2 separate regions of the Mus musculus genome follow, and region 2 is linked to region 1. A link is a contact called in public targeted proximity ligation data. All regions are on one chromosome and are shown on one strand. The core of a region is the stretch at or near the end of the contact, and the rest is flanking DNA. Distances in the headings are between cores, read along the strand shown. Region 1 holds the start of Lrp5 (low density lipoprotein receptor-related protein 5). Region 2 holds the start of Rad9a (RAD9 checkpoint clamp component A).

Region 1 (2,927 bases), core at 222-2,721:
AGGGAGAGGAGGCCTCAGAAAAATCAAGGCTGAAAGAGGAAGGCCTTGGGGGATGGGTGAGAGTGGGGCTAGAGAAGGGGGTTGTGCTCTTGGCTCTGTGTTGAAGGTGGAGGGGGGATGGGGGTTGGGCTTGGGTGAGAAGGAACCAGCAAGGACACTAGCTGCTCTAGTCCCCAGTCCCCTGACTGCCCCTGAGACCTCCTGACTCCTCTTCCGGTCAGAGACTGGATACAGCCACCCCAGGAGACTGCTCTTCCTGAACCACTGGCCTGCTTCCGCATTGAAATCTCTGCCCTGACCCTTGGAACCCTGGTGTGGGTCCCCTCCCCCTACTAGCTGGTCCCTGGTCTTCATGTTTTCCTATTAGAAGACAAGTTTGGGGAGTCAGTTCTCTTTTCTTCTGCGATCCTAGGGTTGAACTTAGGTCAACGGGAGCCATCTTGCTGGCCAGCCTTGACCTGCCTTTTGCTCCTTCTGTTTATCAGGTCCGGTTTATGCAGCGCTGGGAGAGCTGTGCACACTAGGGAACCAAGGGCTCTATCAACTCTTTTTAAACAGGGTCTCGCAGGTAGCCCAGGCTGGCCTCAAACTCATGGCAAGCCTCCTGCCTCAATCTCCCGAGGCTGGACACCATGTCAGACTTATAAGTAAAGTCATACACACTTGAGCGCCATGTCACTTTCCCGGCTACTCACTCCTTTGTTTGGGCTCTTATTTTTGTCTCTTCCTAGCATAAACCACAGGAGGGCAGAGGCACCCTCCTGACCACCTCAGCTTCTGTCCTTCCTCTCTACCTTGCAAGGTGGACACTGCCATTAGCTTACTTTCTAAGGACATGAAATGATTTCACCTACACCTGCCTGCCCAAGGTGTGAGGTTCTAGAAAGCACTGCCGGAGAGAGAAGGCTCAGCAGTTAGAAGCACTTACTGCTCTTTTAGAGACCTGGGTTTGGTTCCCTGCAGTCACCTGGTGGCTCACACCTCTAACTCCAGTCCCAGGGGACCCCCACACCCTATTCTGGTTTCCTTCCCGCATGTGGTGCACATACATGCGTGCAAACACTCATACACATACAACAAAAAGTAAATCTAAAAGTAAAAGCCCCCAGTTCCTCCAGCAGTATCCGCTTTTGCGCCTGTTCCCGCGTGCATCCCAAGTGGGGCGGTATGTCTCTGGGCCAGGTGGCTACAGTTGTGGTGAAAGAGCCCAAAGCTGGCTTCGGAGACCTTTGGCTTCCAGCCCTGAGGCCTCCTGACTGTGTGGGTCATGCTTCCACGTGCCTCAGTTTCCTCACCTGTCAGTACAGAGACTTGGCAGGTGACCCACCTGCTTGCCCGGCCTCTCCTGTCGCGGGCCCGGAGAGACCCGCCTGCCCGGCTCCCGGGCGCCCGCAGGAGGGCGCGGCTTGGCGGGGGGCGCGGGCGGCGCGGGGGGCGGAGACCGGCTCGGCTTCCGCTCCCTCCTCCCGCGTCGTCTTGGGCCGCGGCGCCCGAGGCGGGAGCAAGAGGCGCCGGGAGCCGCGAGGATCCACCGCCGCCGCGCGCGCCATGGAGCCCGAGTGAGCGCGCGGCGCTCCCGGCCGCCGGACGACATGGAAACGGCGCCGACCCGGGCCCCTCCGCCGCCGCCGCCGCCGCTGCTGCTGCTGGTGCTGTACTGCAGCTTGGTCCCCGCCGCGGGTAAGGTGGGCGCGGGGGACAATGGCCGGGGCCGCAAGCAGCCACTTTGCAAGTTGCGGACGAGTTGGAGCGCGCTCCGGGGGACCACGCGCCGGGGGACCTCGCGCGGGCCCTTTGTCTCTCCCGCCGGGGCCCCTCCCTGGGGACCGAGCCCGCCAGGTGCGGCGCGGGCGGGCCCTCACCTGCCCAAGGCTCGGGACGCCGGGCGCGCTCAGGAGTGCGCCCACGGGCATCGCGATGGCCCGGGACAGGCCTGGCCTATCGCGAACTACTGGGAAAACTTTTCGCGAGCCTGCTTGCGGCGGCCGGCCTACCGAGCCCTGGGAAGTGCCAGAAGTTGCTAGCTAGGAAGTTCGGAGAGCCCTGCGCGGGGCGGCCTGGCCCTGGGCTGCTGTCGCTTTGACCTGCGTGGGCTGTCAGCCTTCCAAACCGACTGACACCTGCCAGGTGTCCCCGTGACCCCAGTGACCCATCTGACCGCTCGGGCCCCCAAGCGGTGGCCAGGCACCCAGCCCCGCTGACCAGTGCCCAGCCCCGAGATCGGTTGCGTGGGTGCCTTGGTGTGGGGAGGTATGGTTCTGCCTCAGTTGGACCCACCTTTAGGGAAGTGGCCCGCTCGGGAACTTTCTAACTTTTTTTTGGTGTGTCCTGAGGGGTGGAGCTGAGGTCAGGAGGACTCTCGAGAAACGAAGCAGTTGGAAACGCTACACATGTTCTTTTAATTCGGAGATTGCCATGTGGTTTTTAAAGCAAGGCTCTTGCCACCTAAATCATTGTTTTCGGGTGTTTGTGTTTTGTTTTTCTGGAGTGTGGCTGTCCAAGGGTCCGGCAGATACTCTTGAACTCCCGGGTGGTGGTGATGGCAGTTTGGGGCGGGGTAGGGGACAACCTCAGGTCCCTTTGTCTGGGCCTTATTAAGGCGAACAGCTGTCCCCCTGTGTATTTCCAGGGTAGACACTTGAGGGAGGTGGCTGGGCCTGGCTCTGTGCTCAGATTCCCTGGGCTGCAGTCTCTTCCACCTATGTTTGGGGGGAGGGGTCGAGGGGAGCTGGCTTCATCCAGTCTTGGAGCTCTCAAGCTCAGCCAGAGGGCTCTTGGGGAGTCTCCCCCTAAATTTGTCTCCCTCGGGATCATGTTTACATTTTCAGGCCATCTCTGGTGTTAGCAAAACAAGGCGAAGACAAAACTGTGACAGGCTGTGGGAAGTCCAGGCCAGTTCTACTCTTCCCGGAAATGCCTGGGTCGTG
Region 2 (2,954 bases), core at 427-2,926, 520 kb before region 1:
GCCCAGGCTGGCCTCTCAAGTTCTCGAGTCGCTAGTGGTAGGATTATAGGCATGAGCCACCATACCTGGCTCAACACCTATTTATTGATCCTAGGCTGGGTGGGAAGTACACAGAGCAATAAACAAAACAGAAGCAGTTCCTGCCCACATGCAGCAGCCACAACAGCAGGAAGCACAAATATTAAACACAGAGGAAACTGGGACACACCATGGCTCAAAGCCTAGGGTTTTCTCTGCTGAGGGAACCTTTGCTGTTGAGCCCAGGAAGAGAAGTCAGCATGGGAGAAGCAGGCTACAGCCTTGGAAGCAGCCAGAGTGGCCGCTAAGAGCCTGGCAGGGCTATGGAGATAGGTGATCATGTGGGGTAGGAGACAGTGAAGACCTCTGTGGGACCTGGATCCTCAAAGTTCCTGATCAAGAGACTGGACTTTGCCAGGAGAGTTAAGCCCACCGGGGGGGGGGGGGGGGGCGGGTCACTGAGGACTGTGTCTGGACAGTGAAAGGAGGACAGTGGAGACAGAAGGAGGGCCACTTTGCCATCTGTTTGGGAAATGAAGCAGCCAGAATCCACCGAAGACGTGAGCAAGTGAGGAGGAGAGGATGCTGGTAATCCCCTAACTCCCAGTCTAACAGAGAACTGGACACCTCTGCGTTGTATGCAGCTTGCCTTGGATGTGGAAAGGGAAAGCCGCCTCCTCCCCGGAGGCTCTAGGAAAGAAGCACTTGGAGAGGGAGAGGAGCCTAGAAAAACAAAGAGGGGCTAGGTAACAAACACACCCTCCCCACTACCCACAGGCCCGCAGGGGGATGGGCAAGGGTTGCTCTAGGCATTTGAACTACCTCCCAGAGCAAGGTGAATGCGTCCCAGCTGAAAATCTTCATCCTTCCACACTGTCTGGGTAATTGGTAAAATGTACATAAACCAAACCCCGCGTAGTACTTAAGCCTTCCCAGGGCTTCCCAGTTCATCCCTTCAGCTCTGCCTCCCCACCCCTTACCGCACAAGGCTCGGGACACCCCATTCACCCATATTCGCCTACCCCCATTGTGCTTCTGCTTCTGCCCCTCCTTCTGACAAGTCCATCCTTCCACCCTTTTCTGTCCCAGAACCTTCTCATCTTTCCATGTATTTACGAAGGTCAGTGAAGGATCCTGAAAGCAAAATGAACAGCCCCTTCTCATCGCTCTTGAAGCGAGTTACGTTTTTTGAGGGGAGCTGGTGGTTGCTGCCACAACAGAATCCCCAGCCCAGATTGAGCGCGGACTATCTTGATTTGACCCTGTAACCCCACACACTAAAGTTAGCGACCCGGGAGGGTCTACACTTCCCACGTTAGGGCTCTGGTCCAGAGCTCGATCCTTGGTGCAGACACCTTGCTCCTCCATCTAGTATGCCCTTCACCTATGCCCAGTGCAGCCCAGTGGAGCTGCAGAGCTCTGCAGGGTGTGCAGGGCTCGGGTTCGGGTGGGAGAATCAGACCTGAGGAAGGACACAGGAGCAAGCCCTCCGCAGTCACGTGACCCGGGCCACACCCAATGAACCGACTAGATCACGTGACACCGAGCTTAGGAACGTTTTTCTCACGTGACGGAGAAACCCCGGGTGAACCAATAAGGAAGCGGAGGCCAGGCCGGCAGCGGGGAGGGGACGGTGCGCGGGAAGGGAACTTTAGGCAGTCGTAGTAGCTGCTGGGACTCATTATATGTCCTATCCCGTCCCGGTTCGTGTGCAAAACAAGCTCGATTTTTGTGCTTATGTACTATGAAGTGCCTGATCACCGGGGGCAACGTGAAGGGTAAGTTTGGACCTACCTTGCAGCAGACCACGTGAGCAAGCCCCAGGAGTCCCCCTAACCACTTTCTGTTCTCCTCCCCGCAGTGCTGGGCAAGGCTGTCCATTCGCTATCCCGAATCGGGGACGAGCTCTATCTGGAACCCTTGAAGGACGGGGTAAGGGACTGGGACGCAGGGATGGGGGCGGATTCAATGGTGAATGGGGAGCCTAGGCTTGGTGTTCATTCGGCCTTACAGGGATGGTGGACAGATATTCCGGCGCAGTTTATTATCTCTTGGGTTGTTCGGACATCGGCTTGGGCCCAGTCTTCTGAGGCTGCATGTCTATACAGAGGGTACTTGCTCTTCCTAGAACGCCTAGTGGCAGGCAAGGTGGGGCTAAAGTAACTTAAGGGAAAAGCAATTTTGCCTGCTTTTTGTGTCTCAGCTCTCCCTACGGACTGTGAACTCGTCCCGTTCTGCCTATGCCTGCTTCCTTTTTGCCCCACTCTTCTTCCAGCAGTACCAGGCGGCTTCCCCTGGTCAGGACCTGCTGCGCTGTAAGATCCTGATGAAGGTAAGGGCCACCTGAAGCAGCTCCACAGCTGTGCCTCTGTGCCAGGTACTCAGTAAATGATGAGTTTGACTAGGGAGTTAGTCTCATATGGGAGCTATTCCATGCAACATGCAGTGAGGTAAAGATGTTTAGACCGTAGAGGGCTATCTAAGATCTGTGGAGAGGGTGGTGACATTGGTCAAGAAAAGGTTAGTGGCCCTTCCCAGCAAAGAGACCAGCATGGGCAAGGCAGCATGGGAGTGTGCAGACACCACAGCTTTGTGGGGCCAGTGATGGGGCCAGGGCCTACATGGGATGTAGAGCTGGGCCGTGGAAGCAGTGTGCCAGACTGATGTCCTACCCTGCCCAGGCCTTCCTGTCCGTCTTCCGCTCTCTGGCAATTGTGGAGAAGTCTGTGGAGAAGTGCTGTATCTCCCTCAGTGGCAGCCACAGCCACCTGGTGGTCCAGCTCCACTGCAAGTATGGTGAGCAAGCGGCCTGCCCAAAGAGTTCCTCTGTGGGTGTGGAGGCAGTGGCAGTGGAGGTTGCCAAGCCCTGAGACCATTTCCCTTATCCAGGGGTCAAGAAGACACACAACCTCTCCTTCCAGGACTGTGAGTCCCTG

Evidence for each region.
Region 2: a targeted proximity ligation map of pancreatic cancer cells shows a contact between it and region 1. A contact is called at or near these places in 1 of 39 promoter capture datasets (the HPC-7 cell line) and 1 of 130 datasets of targeted methods (pancreatic cancer cells).

What each region holds. Positions count from the first base shown.
Region 1 is chr19:3,685,108-3,688,034 of GRCm38.p6, reverse strand. It overlaps Lrp5 (low density lipoprotein receptor-related protein 5), which reads left to right and starts at 1,471. Exons shown (of 23, transcript NM_008513.3): 1 at 1,471-1,680. The coding sequence starts at 1,593. It overlaps Gm36672 (a long non-coding RNA gene), which reads right to left and starts at 1,485. Exons shown (of 4, transcript XR_388279.4): 1 at 1,296-1,485.
Region 2 is chr19:4,200,325-4,203,278 of GRCm38.p6, reverse strand. Rad9a (RAD9 checkpoint clamp component A) reads left to right here and starts at 1,676. Exons shown (of 11, transcript NM_011237.2): 1 at 1,676-1,796; 2 at 1,880-1,950; 3 at 2,222-2,350; 4 at 2,700-2,814; 5 at 2,908-2,954. The coding sequence starts at 1,763. Gm30082 (a long non-coding RNA gene) reads right to left here and starts at 1,571. Exons shown (of 4, transcript XR_388289.3): 1 at 1,481-1,571; 2 at 1,041-1,152; 3 at 841-895; 4 at 39-741.